2 separate regions of the Danio rerio genome follow, and region 2 is linked to region 1. The links are chromatin contacts, called in public Hi-C maps. All regions are on one chromosome and are shown on one strand. The core of a region is the stretch at or near the end of the contact, and the rest is flanking DNA. Distances in the headings are between cores, read along the strand shown.

What was found. A called contact is a pair of places that touch in the nucleus more often than the background predicts.
Region 2: a contact with region 1 is called in a Hi-C map of hematopoietic stem cells, with 3 times the contacts expected there. The contact joins the promoter of tacr2 here to the promoter of dna2 in region 1. A contact is called at or near these places in 2 of 18 Hi-C or Micro-C datasets (hematopoietic stem cells and an unstated tissue).

Annotation. Positions count from the first base shown.
Region 1 is chr13:25,973,695-25,977,315 of GRCz12tu, forward strand. It overlaps dna2 (DNA replication helicase/nuclease 2), which reads left to right and starts at 1,787. Exons shown (of 23, transcript XM_682882.10): 1 at 1,787-2,066; 2 at 2,165-2,212; 3 at 3,288-3,621. The coding sequence starts at 2,037.
Region 2 is chr13:26,127,345-26,131,006 of GRCz12tu, forward strand. It overlaps tacr2 (tachykinin receptor 2), which reads left to right and starts at 1,723. Exons shown (of 5, transcript NM_001327859.1): 1 at 1,723-2,711. The coding sequence starts at 2,317.

The DNA.
Region 1 (3,621 bases), core at 537-3,036:
CATTAAATAGTTTGTTTAAATACACCTTTTTATTACTGATTACTTTACATGGCATAATGTACTGTTGTATTTTTTTTATTAAAGTCTCTCACATCTGTAAAGCACTAACAAGTTGAAAATCAGTTTAAAAATCAGTTTTCAAAACAGACTGACATCCTTGGAGTCCAAGATGGAAATAATTTTTCAGGCATCAAAACCATTTTCCCTCCATTCTTTAAAACATGTCCTGCCTATTTTTTGTTTGTTGTGTGAAACTAAATTAATGATTAAGACTATTATACATTTCACTTGACATACATTAAAATGTTGGCTAAATATTTATAAGCAAGAACCATTTGATGACATGTTAAAACGAATCACAGTACAGCCACAAAATAATATATAATTGTTAATCTATAGATATATGGTTAAATATATAACCATATATGTTGTTTATTTTTTCATTGAATTTTTTCTTTTTTAAACATTTAGTTAAAGATTTGCACTGACGGAACAGTGGTATAGGTGTCTCATGTCATCATATATAATAATATAGCCATAGGCTTGTAATTGAAGTATTTTCTAAAGAGTAAAATTGACCAAAAATCCATAAATTAAATAATAAATATATATAAATAAATAAAAACAGTTTTTTATTAAACATTCTCCAAAAACTCCCATAGCGGATTCCAGTTATGCCAGAAATCATTCGATTTCTGACGCAAGTCATAAGTCGGTTTTTCTAAATAGCAATCTGATTAATTTTTTTATTAACAAATATGCCAGAGCAGATCAAAAGCCATTTTCTTCACTAAAATTAGTTCCACAAAATTGCCCAATACATTGGATAACATTAAGCAAAATAAAAAAAGCAAAAAAAAAATTGTCTTCTTCTTTTTCAATTGTTTTAGCATGTCAAAAAGATCAAGTCTTATCCTGCCATCCTTAAGAGACGGTTCTAGAAAATGTCGCAAAAAATTATAGAAGTTGTTATTTGGGAAATTAAATTCCTGTTTTAATAACTGAAATGATTTCAGCCTCCTGTTGTTAAATATCTGATTAAATTTGTTGATTAATCCAATTCCAAAATCCCTGTTTCCATAAAAGGAAACCAATGTTCTGAATAGGGGGTAGCTCGAGATTCGAAATAGGAGATTTTAAGGAAGGAGTATAGGAGAGATTCAAATACTTTTAACAGCATCTGGATGCAGCCTTTATGATGCAAGCTGAGATTGCATCCCTCAGAGATGCAATGTCAGACACAATGCACTCAATGGAGTTAGTAACATCACTGTAATGCTTTCCATGCCAAGAGTGTTCGATACTGAAAAGATGATAGATACCGAGTCAAGTTTAAATCTATGTTGTTTCATTTTTATGCACAACCTATAATAAATAGGCCTATATTATATATTTATGCCAGCTGAATTGTTGCATTATTTTCACAAACGTTATAAAACACTAAAGTAGACATTATTTAATTTTTTTTTCTTTTTATGTGTACAAAATTTTGACAAAACCAAACAAATGCTAGCAAAACATGTTAGCTTTCAACAACGAGCCTCATGAATAAGCGTTTGTTTGTTGTCTTGGTAATCATAAATTTATCTCTCGTTACAAAAAACAACAACGATATAATTGTTGGTTTTGTTGTTTATGTATGATATAATGATCACTGCAAAACGACTCGACTGACTGATAGGACTGTCACTGGGTGGCAGTGTATCTGCAATGGCGTTGGAAGTTCCGCAAACAAGAAACAACGAAGAAGAAGTTGCTTATCATGTGATGTTTATTAATTCTACGCGGGAATCTGTTTCACTGCACAGATGAATCAAACGTTATTTACGCCAGCAATTGCATTTAATTCATGTGAAAGTAACAGTTACGTTCAGATGTCCGTCTGGCTGTAAGAATAACGTCATCAGTTTCTGGACGAAGTTCATCTTTTAGAGCAGCTTTACAGTGGTGTGAGATGCTTAAAGTTTTTGAATGAGTGTTATGCTTTTCTGCAAAGAACAAAACGCCTTCAGTCGTTTTATTCACATACGTCTACAATGATGAAGTGCAAATCCAGCCGATCATCTGTGAGTATTTAATTCAGTTCGTTTGCTGCTATATTGTTAGATGTTTTTAAGTTGTGAAAATCGGGTTGCCTTAACTAACATCTTCCTTTTAATCTTAGATGGTCAGTGGAGTTCAATCAAACATTTCTTCCTTTTTCCTCTCAAAGGTAAGGACACGACTGACAGGGACAGTTCACCTAAACATTTAAATGATGATACGTCATCATTATTTACTCACACTTATGTTGTTTCATACTTCAATGACTGTTTATTCTGTACAGCACAAAAGGATGTTTGAAGGTTAGAGACCGATAGCTCTGATCACAATTCACTTTCCTTACATTTTATTTATGAAAAAAACGTTTAACAGTCAGTATCCCGGTATTGTAATTATTGCTCCAAAATATATTCTTTTTAAATTTCTTGGTAAAAAACAAAACCTTTTTCCCCTTTAAATTCAATATATTCTTTTTTTTTTTTTTTTTTTCGAAAGATTTATGATATTTTGGAGCAGTAAACATGTCAGACCATATAATTAAAATGAGTCATTGACTTCTGCTGTCTTCATTTGTTTCAAAAACAAAGATTTCTGTACAATTTAAAATGGCATCTTTGGATATTTTTTCTGCTAGAGATACTGTTGTCATAAAAAACAAAAATGTAAATAAAAAATCTTACAGATACTTAGGAACGGTATTACAGAAAATGTTCGCTGTTTTAAAACCTTGAATTTTCCAAACCACAGTAATATTGAAAACGGTTAGCGTCCGATGCCTAGACAGATATGTTCACTATCCCAAAATATTTTAAATGTTTCTCAAAATAAAATATGTTGTGTTCAAAGGGGGAAAATTATTATTATTTTTTTACCCAGACATTTAAAAAGAACATATTTTAGAGCGGTAATCACAATACCGTGAAACCATGATATTTTTTATTAACAGATATTTATTATCAAACCGTTATCTTAATCCGGCCCATGCTTAAACACAAGACATTTTTTAAAGCTTTTTGAAAGAAAGGGCTGTTTTTTTTTTGTTTGTTTTTTAATAAAAATAAATGTACTTTTTATTATTATTTATTTTTTTAGAAACAGCATTTATTAGAGTAATTGGAGAGTCTGGTGCTATTTTCATATTTTACAAATGGCAGTTTATTTTAAACACTAGGTTAGTTCAAGGTTTTAAAATGCATTCATTTCAGCATTTAACTTTTTTCTCAATTAATTTTTTGTTTTTTCAGGTAGCGGTAAAGTCACCTAAAAAATGTGAAGTAGGAATTACAAGATCCCCTGTTTCTTTAAAGACTGGGTTTGTGAAGGACGAAAATGTTCCCTGCTCCCCAAACCCATCTGCTGTCCCAGAGACGCCTGACAGTCTGAGAATCGAGAGGCCTTCAGACACTTCATTTGAGAAACGCTCACCTGTTTCACGTGGTCTACATACTAAAGGAGTCAGGGGTAAACCTAGCCTGAATGCACGAAAGCTGTTTCAGCCACAGAAAAACAGCAGTTTAGAGTCAGAGGACACTTTTGAGTTCAAGAATGGCGTAAGTCACTCAGGCTCCGTAAAGAGGT
Region 2 (3,662 bases), core at 473-2,972, 150 kb after region 1:
GTCGCTGCAAAAAGTGGCGGGATTAAACATTTAAGAAAGCGAGCGATTTGTCCATATTTTAAATTTCTGTCCGGAGAGGTCATGTTTTGATCCTCGATTAGTCTCACACAGTTAAGTGATGTGATTTCGCAGATCAGAGTTTACCAAGCTGGAACTTTGCAACACAGCAAACTTGTTCCACAGCCTTGTGTTTCCTTTGTGTGCGTATGAATGGAAGTGTATAGGAAGAAAAGTCCAGTGTTATCACACCTTTACCTGTAGGTTTCAAACAAGCCTGAAAGACTTAATTAGTTTGATCAAGTGTGTTTAATTGGGGTTAAATCTAAACTGTGCAAAGCTGCGGCTCTTAAGGAACTGGCTGTGACACCTGTGGTGTAAAGAAACCATAAAAAACGTACAATGTTTTGAATTGATAGCACATTGTTGTTGTTTCTTAGACTAACAATTTATCCATGCAAGTTATCCACACAAAAAATGTTTTGGTAACCTTCATTTAAAGTCTAACCATTTGCTTGGGCATTTGGAGCGTGGTCCTTCTTGACATCAGTTCGACGGCTTCAGCCCATTCAGCCACACAATATTCTTAACCACGCCCCTCTTACTGTTTTTTTATACAAGTGATTGACACACAAAATTACCCTATTCAAACTATATTCAAACTCTTATAAAAAATAACCATGTTTTTATAACCATTGTGGATTATAATAAAATATTCTGGATACAATAAAATTATTATACAAAAAAATGTTGGAAAACAACAGCAATTGACTTAGTGTGATTGCTATATCCAACTCCTACTACTGCCTTAGAGAGAGAATATTTTCATTGCAACATGCAGCTTTGCAGTCTGGTGGAAGACTGTTGAACCTTTTTTTTTTTTTTTTTTGTCTTTAATATAAACATAATATATACATTTGCACATAACCCAACAATTTAAATCATTCATTCATTTTCATTCAGCTTAGTCTATATTTCAGAGGTCGCCACAGTGAAATGAACCGCTAACTATTCCAGCATATGTTTTACACAACGGATGCCCTTCCAGCGGCAACCCAGAACTGGGAATGACCCATAAACACTCATTCACACACATACATATGAACAATTTAGCTTACATAATCCACCTATGGCACATGTCATTGAACTTGTGGGGGAAACCAGGGCACACAGAGGAAACTCAACACGGGGAGAACATGCAAACTCCATACATAAATGCCAACTGACCCAGCTGAGGCTATAAGGGACACTTAAAATAATATGAAATAATAATTTAAATAATAAATTATTGATTATAATAATTAAATAATACATTTATATGAAAAGTGTGTAATTTGCACATTGAGGGAGAGTTTACTCAAAAATGTAAATTCTATCACTATTTATTCACCCTGAAGCACTCACTTTATGATTTTTTTTCTTCTGTTGAACACAACATAATATATTTAGATAAATAATGAAAACCTGTAATCAATGACTTCCATATTTGTTTTTCTATGGAAGTCAATGGTTACAGGTTTTCAGCTTTCTTCAAAATATCTTCTTTTGTGTTCAAAAAAAGAAGAAAAAAACTTGTAAAGGTTTAGAACCACTTGAGGGTGAGTAAATAGTCAATTTTTTGGGGTGAACTATCCCTTGAATAATAAAAATAATAAAAACTATAGATCTAGAAAACCAGCCTGTAATTTCAGCAAGTGGTGTCCGAATAAAAGTAATGTGCAGTAATTTACTATCCACTTCCTCCAGCTGCAGCCCAAACCCATGTCTCACTGCTCAGACAAAATGATCAACCATCACCTCACGCAACTGGAGAAATATAGGGACTGATAAGATCTCAGTGGAACAAGTAGAGCAGAGTAGACCCCACACATGCTCTTAAAATGTGACATATTTCCATTAGCGTGCGCTGAAGGGAGTTTGCAATAATTAATGACCGCAAGCTGTCCACGGTTAGCGCGTCAAGTGCATGCCAATTAAATATTTTGATTATTGGCAGATTTTCGGAACGCAGGATGGATGCTGCGCGTCATTGCGCGCTGGCAAAGATGCTTTACTCAACGTCACTGCATTGGACCCGACACACCTCCAATACTTGGCACACATTCCTTCAGTTTTCCACCATCCCTGCAGGCGCAAAAACGCACTTCAGCCGGCAGTTTGGACATAAAGCGGCACATAGCGCACTGACCACTCACTGGAGAATGAACTGCTGCAAATGCCTAAAATACACAGTTTTACCATGCCATAGCATCAGAAGAGTGAGTCATTCAATGGAATAAGCAAAAAGATTTATGTCTTGAGATTTTATGGACAATAACAATGGATACCACTTTGGACCCCCTTTCATCATCTCTTCTGTATTACGATGAAGATGGAAACGAAACATCCATTAATCTGTTCGAGCAGCCGGACTGGCAGGTGGCATTATGGGCGATTGCATATACTTTGATCGTAATTATTTCCTTCATTGGCAATGTCACAGTTATTTGGATCATTCTGGCGCATAAACGCATGAGGACAGTGACCAACTACTTCATTGTCAACCTCGCCTTCTCTGATGCCTCTATGGCAACTTTTAACACAGTTTTTAATTTCGTTTATGCTTTGCACAATGACTGGTATTTTGGTTTAGGATATTGTAAATTTCAAAACTTCTTCCCAATAACAGCAATGTTCTCAAGCATTTATTCAATGGCCGCTATTGCAGTTGACAGGTAAGCAGACTAAACAAATTATAAGGTGTGTGTTAATGTGCGTGTGCGTGTAATGTAATAGTGCTTTTACACCTTAAAATGTTCCCACAGTTTGGTAATAATAAATATTTATTGCACAACAATGAGATTATATGTTATAAATCATGTATTATAAAGACTGCAAGTTCCTAAAAATAGCAGTGACAAAACGCGTAAACTATGACATTATATAAAGTTCTGATTTCAGCTGCTTTTTATTCTTTCTTGCTGGACATATAAAGTTAGAATTTGGATATCAAACCAATTTATGTGATTGATCAGGTGATCAGACGTCTGGTTAAAGAGCTCTTTTTTCCCAATGGGAATGCAGAATTTTAGTCCCATAGAAAGTATAAAAAATGCCACTAAATGTTTGGAATAACATAATTAATCTACTTTAAATGTTTAAAAATTACACAATTAATAAAAATAAATAAATTCACATAGATATTGTTAGCCCCCAGCAATTATAAATCATATTTTTATGCCACAATATAATTGTCCTTAACGATTGTCATGGTTACTTGAAAGAGTTACTCTCATGCAAAATGGTAAAGTGATCAGGACACTTCAAATGTCAAAGGGTCTAAATGAAAATCTTTGCGCACATAGATTGTAAATGTGCCCCTAAATGTGTCAACTATGTAGTTTTCTTGTAAGTACATACCTTTTCAAGTGACTCGAGAAGAGAAAAATCATAATGTGTGATATTGCTGGATAATCAATTCCAGTTGACTTGGTGACTCATGCGGAAAAAAGGCTCAGCACTGAGTGTAGATCACTTTCTACATTGTGTTCTGATGACAGGAGTCTGATTTAGAGACCAACAAGAAGATGATAGTAATAAAACAGGGGAAAAAGTAACTCAACCAAATCAATCCTCTCTTTCTGGGTGGGCTCCAGTGTAAAATTATGCATGCAGTAATTCATGTT